Regions from separate parts of the Triticum aestivum genome. Here region 2 is linked to region 1. The links are chromatin contacts, called in public Hi-C maps. All regions are on one chromosome and are shown on one strand. Each heading gives the region's core, a stretch centred on a gene start, on an enhancer-like site or on the middle of the called end of the contact. The rest is flanking DNA. Distances are from core to core; before and after follow the strand shown.

Evidence for each region. A called contact is a pair of places that touch in the nucleus more often than the background predicts.
Region 2: a contact with region 1 is called in a Hi-C map of leaf, with 4 times the contacts expected there. The contact joins the promoter of LOC123061048 here to the promoter of LOC123058270 in region 1. A contact is called at or near these places in 2 of 5 Hi-C or Micro-C datasets (both in leaf).

Annotation. Positions count from the first base shown.
Region 1 is chr3A:223,600,674-223,605,571 of IWGSC CS RefSeq v2.1, reverse strand. LOC123058270 reads right to left here and starts at 2,043. Exons shown (of 1, transcript XM_044481050.1): 1 at 1,455-2,043. The coding sequence starts at 1,875. The coding sequence ends at 1,618. LOC123061046 reads left to right here. Exons shown (of 6, transcript XM_044483949.1): 6 at 1-634. The coding sequence ends at 103.
Region 2 is chr3A:223,734,204-223,739,101 of IWGSC CS RefSeq v2.1, reverse strand. It overlaps LOC123061048, which reads right to left and starts at 2,905. Exons shown (of 2, transcript XM_044483952.1): 1 at 2,624-2,905; 2 at 1,966-2,491. The coding sequence starts at 2,890. The coding sequence ends at 2,099. LOC123061047 (rhomboid-like protein 14, mitochondrial) reads left to right here. Exons shown (of 2, transcript XM_044483951.1): 2 at 468-1,448. The coding sequence ends at 1,244.

The DNA.
Region 1 (4,898 bases), core at 794-3,293:
TCCAAGGGGTGGAACGCTATACCTGGAACTGGATGACGCAAATCGGCGAGTGAAAATCCAAGGAGAAACCGTTACTGTCATGTCCGGGACACTCCTGGTGTAATATGCATGCTGCTTGAAAACTTTCAGGCCTCCTTTGGTTTAGAGGAATTTCATAGGAATTCTAGAGGATAGGATTCTTATAGGATTTTTTTCTTTAGAGCCCTTTGGTTCATAGGAATGGATTCCTATTCCTATATAGGATTGGTTCCTATCCTCCACATTTCATAGGAAAATAAAAAAGAGCCTAGACTCAGTGGAAAAATTCCTTTGGTGTCAACCAAATGACATCTTGTTTCTTATTCCTACTCATAGGATTTGAGATACATGTCATCTCATTTCCTACAAGATTCCTATTCCTATAATAATCCTATCCTATGAACCAAAAAAGGCCTCAGTGGTTTTTTGAGGGTCACTACGCCGGCCGTGTATGATCTGAACCTAAAACAATGGATGCTTAAAATATACATTGACATAATTGCAGTTATGGCAGATAGATATTATGTGGAAATCGACTCTGTCGTGCTACATCTATATCTATATATATATATATATATATATAACTACTATTAAAGGGAGGTGATATTCTTATTTTCGTCCCGCTTTGTTTTGTCCCGCTTCAATTAATTTCACATACGCTATTTGGTAACCATCCGTTTTGGCCCAATTGAGGAAGCTCACCCGACGGCACATTGTGGCCCAGGTCCGCAGAACTGGCAAAAAATAAAATTGCCGATGGGAGGTTTCGATCTCATAACCTGCCAACCGGTCACACATAATTTATCCAACTGACCCAGCTAGAGACGTGAGATAATGTTTTTTTTTCTCTCGTTGTAACACACGGGTTTTTTTGCTAGTAGGACTTATTACTGAAAGTGCAAATTCAGGGAGAAACTGTTACTTTAATGGATGGGCACGCTACTAGCTTAGCTAGCAGGCCATTGCCATCCATCTAGCAATTTCCTGTGCTGGGAATCGAACTATCGATGACAGTCCACCATCCATGGAATAGTATGATCTTTGATACTATTTCCAATTGTGTTTGATGTTATTTGCAATATGGGACTTAAAAACTCCAGAGCTCTTGTGGTTTACCTGAACAATGCCTTGCAAGGCCAAGACAACAAAAAATGCACTGTTAAAAGTACAAAAAGTTCAGTTACAGAATGGATTGCAAGTTTGTATAGGGAAAATGCGTTGTTTTCTGTAGTCCAGGTTGAGAAGGTCGGTGTGGGTATACCCGCTCGATGGACTGTCATTATCCACCCGATTACGAGAACCATTTAATTCTGCAATTAGCATGGGATTATTGTCAGTACCCGGTCGATTGCTACGAGGAAAAAATGTTGCAAACGAGTTCGGTCGATTATGATCTGATCAGAAGGTTGAATCCCCGAAGAAAAAGTCACGAGACAAAAAGGAACACAGGGAGAACATTCAGCGCTGGCTTTGTATATTTACATGTTCATTTCATAGAACTCGAGGCAACGAGGAATCACATGACACATCTTCTTCGTCCTCGGCAGCAAAACACAGAACAACCTCGAGGCGAATCGACCTCCTGAGTCAGCGGAAGGCTCAGGGCCACATCACGTCCACCGATATCCTGGACACGGCGGAGAGATCCTCCAGGTCCAACGACGACGGCTCCTCATCCTTCGCCGCCGTTGAGGTTGTTCCCCGCAGCTTCGGCTCCGTGGGCGCCCGCTCGCCCGTGGCCGCCGCGGGCCGGAATTCCCGCAGGCTGTGGCCGCCCATGTAGCAGTTGGCCTCCAGCATGCTGGTGCTCCCCGCGCCGCCGAGCAGCTCCGACAGCAGCAGCACGATCGAAGCCATCCTCCCAATGGCACCACTACCTCTCTGTTGGGCGTTGGCTTGGTGGTGTACTCGTGTAGTACTGCAACTAGCTGTAAGCCTGAACTGTTGATGGGGACTGTAGCGCTAGCAGCTCGGAAATTATGGCGCTGCGGATGAAGGAAGGGTGTGGTCTTTATATGCGCGCGGGCAGGTAACGGTGGGCCGTGTCCGCTGTGGTTTTGGACGTCTACGGCTCCGCGCGCACGCCATGAATGGCCGCCGCCTTGTTTGGTAGGAAGCGAGCGAGCGAGCTGACGGCCGCTGGGTTTCGGCCGAAACGGAGGGCGGAGAAAGCCACGGCCCCTTGTCTTGTCGTTGTCAACTTGCCATTTGTTTTTTCTGGGAGACGTGGTTTTTCTCTTTGGAGTGCAGCTGGCGTGAGCTGATGCATGGTATTATGCCGTGTCCCGTGCGGTGCGGTGATGGCTCGGACGGATCAGGTGATCCTGTGTGTGTCCTTGTCCAGGTTCCTGGGTTGCTGCCTTGCTCTACTCTACCGACGTTAGGTGGTGCCGGTACAACAGCCTGATGGATAGGCATTTTCCATTTTCCACGTGGCTAACCCGGTAATAGAGAATATATATCCGCTCAAAATGAAAATGTAAAGAGGGGATTTTTTTTCTATCATAAATGCTGCTTTTATTAACTTAAAATTTAGTATCGAGCATATAGAAGGCATGATGAGCAACATCTGACCACTGCAGACCTAAAATGCACACAACCAACCACCAATATTCTAGCAAAAAAAAGAAGATAGAAACAGACATATCGGCAGCAGTAAAGTCATATAAAACTGACACTAGGCCTATGTAGAGAGAAGGAGGTGATGGACCAGTTTGGTGATTATGCTGCCATCCAAGTTAGCCTAGGTCTAGGGTCCTGATTTTTTGTTTTTGAAAAAGCTCAGACTTTATTCATTTGTAACAAGTAGTAGATCGTTTCTGATGATCATTACAATTTCATTTAAAGGCTGCTCAAACCAATCAGAAGTCAAAGAAGATCTTGCTAATCTAGCCAGCTCATGAGCTACTTTATTTGCTTCCCTATTACAATGCTCAAATCTACCAGTAACGAAACCACAAGCATAATGGAAACAATCATCAAAGATTGTTGCCGCCGCACCCGCTGATTGTCCTCCATCATTCATAGTATCAATCCCCTCCGTATTATTTGAATTTATAGTAAGGCGATTGCATCCCGCCCGTTGTGCCAATGTTAGATCGAATTTTAGAGCTAAAACTTTTGCCATCAACACATCCACGCAAACATCTATTTTCTCATTCCCTCCAGCTATGAACCTTCCTTTGCCGTCTCGAAGGACCGCTCCCATAGAACCCCTAAGAAGATCGTCATCAAAAGAAGCATCAACATTAAGTTTAACGAAACCTCTTGGAGGACAAGACCAACTCTCCATTTTCATCGATGCCTTGGGGATAATGCATTAACAATTTTTTTTGTTAGAGCAAGAATCCCCATTGAGATGTGAGTTACATTTTGAGTTTTTTCATTGTGTACCAGCTTCTGTCTTTCCCATCATAAATACCACGCTGAAATAACAATCATCTCACGTACATTGTGGTAACCCAATATCCACAAATCTTGATCTGGTAGGAGTAGTAGATACTCCCAACACCGTCTCTCCCGCACGGTCAACTTCACAAGCTTTATCAATAATATCATCCATCCCTAGCCTTTTCCAAACCTTCTTTGCTTTACTACAGCAGAAGAGCATAAGTTTTGTATCTTCTAAACCCTCTAAGCAAGTAGGGCAGATGGGTGAAACCTTCATATGTCTGTTTGCTAGCGTAGCCCAGCATTTGATCGTACCATGTAGCATACGCCATAAGAAAATTTTAACTTTTGCCGAACAGGCTAACTTTCATATCTTACTCCAAGTAGGGTTAACTTGGTTCGCCCCATCCCATTAGAGTGTTTCAATTTGCTTCCATACTGGTGATTCCACTCCATAAAATAGGCTGATCGAACCAATAAAATACCCCTTTTTGTATAATTCCAGGCAATGAAATCTTGCATATCATGTTGCGGTAGGGGAACTGAAAGAATCCTTTGTACATCGATTGGCCACATAGTTTGTTCAATCAGGTCTTCGTCCCAAGTATTAGAAGCAGGATCAATGAGATCACCTACCTTAATTAACATATTACCTCCCTTAGGCGTTACAATTTTCCTAGTTGCATAGTTTGGGATCCAGGCATCTTCCTAAATATTGATGTTGTGTCCATTCCCCACTCGCCAAATATAGCTACGTTTCAGTGTGTTTGTGCTTGCCATGATACTTTGCCATGTAAAGGAAGAGCCTTTCTTTACCTTCGCATTTAACAGATCACCATCGGGGTAATAATTTGCTCGTAGGATAGAAGCACACAAGGAATCAGGATTATCCAACAGACGCCATGCCTGTTTGGCGAGTAACGCCAAATTAAAACATTTGATATAACGAAATCCCATCCCTCCTTGATTTTTAGGAACACAATTTCCACCAGGACATCCAATGCATCCTCTTATGATTCTCCTCGTCTCCCCACCAGAAATGCGCTATCACGTCGATGATTCCTTTACATTTTTTTAGGAATTTTAAAGACCGACATTGCATAGGTAGGTATGGCTTGGATTATAGCCTTGAGCAGGATCTCCTTTCCTGCGGTAGTGTGACGCCCCGAGACCGATGCGCCAAGTGTCATGGTTCTAAGTCTGACAGTAATGTAGGGGGTAGGTATGGAGAGGCAAGATCTTAGCTATGGAGTAGTTGTAAGCACACGAGGTTTACGAGTTCAGGCCCTTCTCGGAGGAAGTAATAGCCCTACGTCTCAGAGCCCAGAGGCGGTCGACTAGATTATGTGTGTATGAATTACAGGGGTGCGAACCCTTTACACTGAGGAGGGGGGTGGCTTATATAGAGTTCGCCAGACCCCTCCGGCCCTCAGTTATGCAGAGTTTCAAATACATTAAGGTCGGGCGTTACTGGTAACGCCCCTAATAAA
Region 2 (4,898 bases), core at 1,656-4,155, 130 kb before region 1:
ACCCTAATTATAATTGGGATTCCCTATTGGTAGTATTTGGCAACAATACTCTATTAGAGTTGGCTAAATTTTCTCTTATTTAGTTCAACATAACGCTGTTGAAGCAGAGATTGACCCTATGTCTGTATACAAGTTTAGGGACTCACTTGTCCAGTTGTCTAGATCATGGATCAAAATGACATTTTCGCACACACACAAAAAGGATCTAAATGACATGATGCGCAAGTTTTGCACCCCATGCCCATGGCTCACTTTACAGAATTGGTAAAATGCACGCTACACCATTCACAATGTTGTGCTTCTCCTGTTGCATTGTTTCCCTACCAGCAGGGTGCAGATGATGTGCTTTGAATGTCGTACTGCAAGTAATTGCAAGTTGTTCTTTTCAGACTTTTCTAAGCATCATTTCCAGAGTTTTATATATCCACCACTCTAAAAAGTACTAACAGTTATGAACATTGTTGCAGTTCGGCGACCTGAGACGTTTCTTCCTCTCAGCTTTCTACCACTTGAGTGAAGGTCACTTCTTCATGAACATGGCTTCTCTCTTGCGCACGGGGGCAAAGCTTGAAACATCAATGGGCAGTCCCGAGTTTGCTTGCATGGTGGTTTCCTTGCTTGGCCTTTCTCAGGGCTTCACACTGCTCTTGTCTAAGGGCTTGCTTTCGCTCGGCAACGACATGGCGTATTATCAGTATTCTGCTGGATTTAGTGGAGTGCTGCTTGGCATGAATGTTGTGCTGAATGCCCGAGAAGGCGATGTTGTCTGGCATGGGGTGACCGTTCCTGCAAAGTATGCGACATTGCTTGAACTAGTACTCGTCCATGCTTTCAATCCGGAGGCGCACTTGATTTGCAATGTTGGTGGGATACTTGCTGGCCTGGCCTACCTTTTACTGAGGCACGGTCCAGAACGTCTCGTTCCTATGTTTTCAGGCATTGCAGACGTCGTGAGTCAGCCGGCGAGATTTGCTAAGAAACTTCTAAGGCCAGCAGCACATATTCGGGGGAGCAGTGTCCGGCGCCATGTTGCACCGGCGCAAGAAGAGGTTGGGCAAGGTATGCGGTGGAGATGCATAACATGTTCTTGTGACAACTCGCGTTACACAGATGTCTGTGAGATGTGCAGCACTCCGCACCCGGACCATGCCTTTTCCCGCAGACGGCATCTCCAAGACGATGGAAACAACGAGCTCTCAGTCGAGGAGATCCGCCGTAGGAGGCTCGAAAGATTTGGAGGATGATGTAGTCTGCACCAACGCAACTTCCATAGGGAAGTAGCAGTGCAATGTCCAAGTAGTCCGCACGGAGAATGGCAGGCATCTGCCCGTTTTGTGCTAGATGGTTTAGTGTTCCTTGGTTCTAGCATTAGTTATATGTGGAATGCTTTACGTAATTGAAATTGGTCTTAATCACCATTACTGTTGCTGATACAGTTATGTTCTTTAGCTTGAATCTTTGACAACCAGAAAGCAGTTTCCCGGTGATGATTTAAATTGGTGTTTAGGTGGTAGCTGCAGATTAGACACCTGTTGTGCTTTACACAGGTTTTATTTATATGCATTGCCTTGTGAGAGGAGCACTGAATCACTTCTCACCCATCTGTCCGATATGTGAGACCTTTCCGTCTAGTGGAAAGATTCGATTCAGCCTGCCTGCCAGACAATCTGTTTTCCATTATGAAGATCCAAGGATCGATCTCACTTGCATAGCATCTCTCAGTGCCAATTTTGTCATCTGATTCGATTCGACAGAGAGGCACTTTGGTGGGAGTTACTAAAACTGGTGTACGACTGCATAATACTGCCTGGTAGTAGACATACAAGCAACACGGCGTGGATTCTGGCTATGGTTTCATGGTTTGGAACTCATGAAATTGCACAATTTTGTACTACTACTACTACTACAAAGCTTCGAATTGGTACGTATATTACCCGGGGAAACTGGTACTCACTCCGTTCCAAATTACTCGTCGCAGAAATGAATATATCTAGAACTAAAATACATCTCGTCCCAAAGGGGGCAATGTCTCGTGGTACAATTTTAGTCTCACACCCAAAACAGGGATAGCATCCGAGAAGAGAAAAAAGCAGGCTCCCTACTTGTGCGTGTTGCATTCTTGGCTGTAGAAATCGTTGCGTTCGATCAGGGATCTGGTCCCTGCCGCGACCACCTTCCTTGAGGGGGGCCTGATTGCCTTGGCCGTCACCGGCGTGCCATGTTCGTCGCTGGCCGTGCCGCTCCCCCTCCTGCTCCGCCGGATCGGATGGCTCGTCCAGCAGGAGAGGCGGCTTCTGGGGGAAGAGAAAGACGATGATAGCCTGTCTCGGATGGTCTTGGTGATCTCGCCCTTCTTTTTTTCCTTGCTCGTGCTATTATTGTCCCCTTCGGTGGCCGGCGGCGCGCTGGGAGCGGGCGGCTGCGGCGGAGGACGCCGTCGGCGGAGAAGCCCCGTGCGAGCGCCTTCCTCCTCATCTCCACCCTCTCGCGCCTGCCATGAGAGGAAAGCAACACCGGAATCACCCCAGCTACCTTGGTCGATGGGCGCACGCCGGGGAGTAAATATAGTCAAAAATGACGAAGCGTAGGTAGGAGGTGATGAGAGGGTGGAGGCGGTGCGAACCTGAGCCAGGATGGACGAGGGATGGATGGGAGGAGTTTGCTGCCGCAGAGAGGAACCGGTGCGGTGCGGTGCGGTGCCGGTGGGCGCCTTCTCCTTGAAATCAGAGGGGAGGTCCGCAATTCCGCCTCCCCTTTTCAGGCGCTGTTTCCACACCCGAAAGTCTCTCTTTCCAGCCCCATTCGAAACTCTGAATTTGGTCGGTCGTATCCTACTCTCTTCGCCCCCCAAAAAAGTGTCGCTAATAATATGAACATAAAAATGGAGCATTCTAGTTTAATAAAGTAAATACTCTAATTTGAAAATACTGAGTTCTATTGATTGGAATAGGCCCTGGGGTTGAAGAAGGTCCCATGGGTTTGGTTGTTTGCTGGGAAAACAAGTTTTCTTTCTTTCAAATAATTTTTACGAACATGCTTTTTTCACAGCCATATTTGGAACATATAGACTCTAGTAATCATGCACGTGCAATGCAACGCCTTATAAATATAGAAATGATTGTGTGACTCCTATATTTAACCCAACAATTAAGGGATGAAAATATTCAATCTAGCTCACACACAAACAACCACTCTCAAAGTATTAATAGTCATAATTACAATTCAAGTTTTATAATAACCTGGAATTGATGTGTTCGTTGCAAATTCAGACTATCTTATAGTCATAATTACAATAAAACCTTCGATCCATTTTATCACTAAAGATTCTTCAACACTCAGGGAATAGCTTTTGTGCTTACAAACTTGATTTTTCTAAAGCATTTGACTGTGCAGATTGGGAATTTTTAAGGCAGGCGATGGAAAAGTTTGGCTTTGCTCACCAAATCGTACTGCGGGTAATGACATATGCGATCTTTTTGAGATACTCCATGAAATTCAATGGAGCCATCTTGGATCCGTTTGCACCGATGTGTGGGCTTCGGCAAAGTGATCCCCTATCCTCGTTCTTATTCTTATTGGTGGCTGATGGTTTGTCCGTGCTACTCATATGGGATGCAGAAATATGTGCTTTTGATCCACTAAAAATCTGTCGGAGATCTCTGGGTATTTCCCGCCTTCTCTTTGCTGATGACACTATGTTGTTCTTGAAGGTGAACCCACATCAAGCAAATTATAGGGACTTATTGCTAGCCATGCTCAGATGACTGGTTAGTATATTAATCCTCGTAAATGTTCAATAGAATTTGGTGAGAGGTGCTCCATGGCTATGCAGCAAGAGGCCAGACTTGTTCTGGACAATGTGAGTACTGAATTTGAATCATAGTATCTTGGTCTCCCAACTCCAGAGGGCAAGATGCACAAAGGTAAATTTTAAAATTTGCAAGAAAGGACTACACCAACATAGCTTGATATGGGGGATGGCATCTCTTAGGCCAGTAAAGAGACCTTGATTCAATCAGTTGCACAAGCGACCACGACATATATTATGAGTGTGTTCAAACAACCGATGTCAGTGTGATGATTTAATAAGATCCATTTGAAATTTCTAATGGGATTCAAAGAAGGTAAGTGAAAGGTGCACTGGATGGCATGGGCGAAAATTATTCAGCCAAAATGCCAGGGTGGACTGGGTTACTGGGACTTTCATCTCTTCGATCAAGCATTACTTGTGAGCCAAGTGTGGAGGCTTCTCACCTGACCAGACTCACTGTGTACCCAGGTACTGAAAGCAAAGTACCTAACCGGGCTCTCGAGGACACTGTGTTTTCAGGTAATGCATCCTCAACATGGCATGCTATTCATAACGGACTTGAACCGTGCAAGAAGGGGTTGATCTAGCATGTTGGCAACAACAGCAAAATTAGGATCTGTAGGGATTCGTAGCTGCCTCATCCGGTCTCATACATGCCAGTCTTCCAGTGGAGAACATGTCAGCTACTATGAGTAGCGGAGCTCTTGGACGATGCCAATCGATGAAATGGCGAACTCCTGCACCGCCACTTCCTTCCTATGGATTTGGTAGCCATCATGTAAATCAAACAATTTTTTTCTTTTTTAACGGATACGCAAAGCTTGCGTATCTTTTCATTGATGGAAGAAGAGAAAGTTAGTACAATAGAGGGTACAATACACTATACATGGCATGAATGCAAGAAGGCATGATCATGGAACCCAGAGCATAGAGAGAGGGATGCCCAGCCCGAACTGAGAAAGACACAACAAAACCCACCAAGCCAAATGAAGGAAATATGCCCTAGAGGCAATAATAAAGTTGTTATATATTTCCTTATATCATGATAAATATTTATTATTCATGCTAGAATTGTATTAACCGGAAA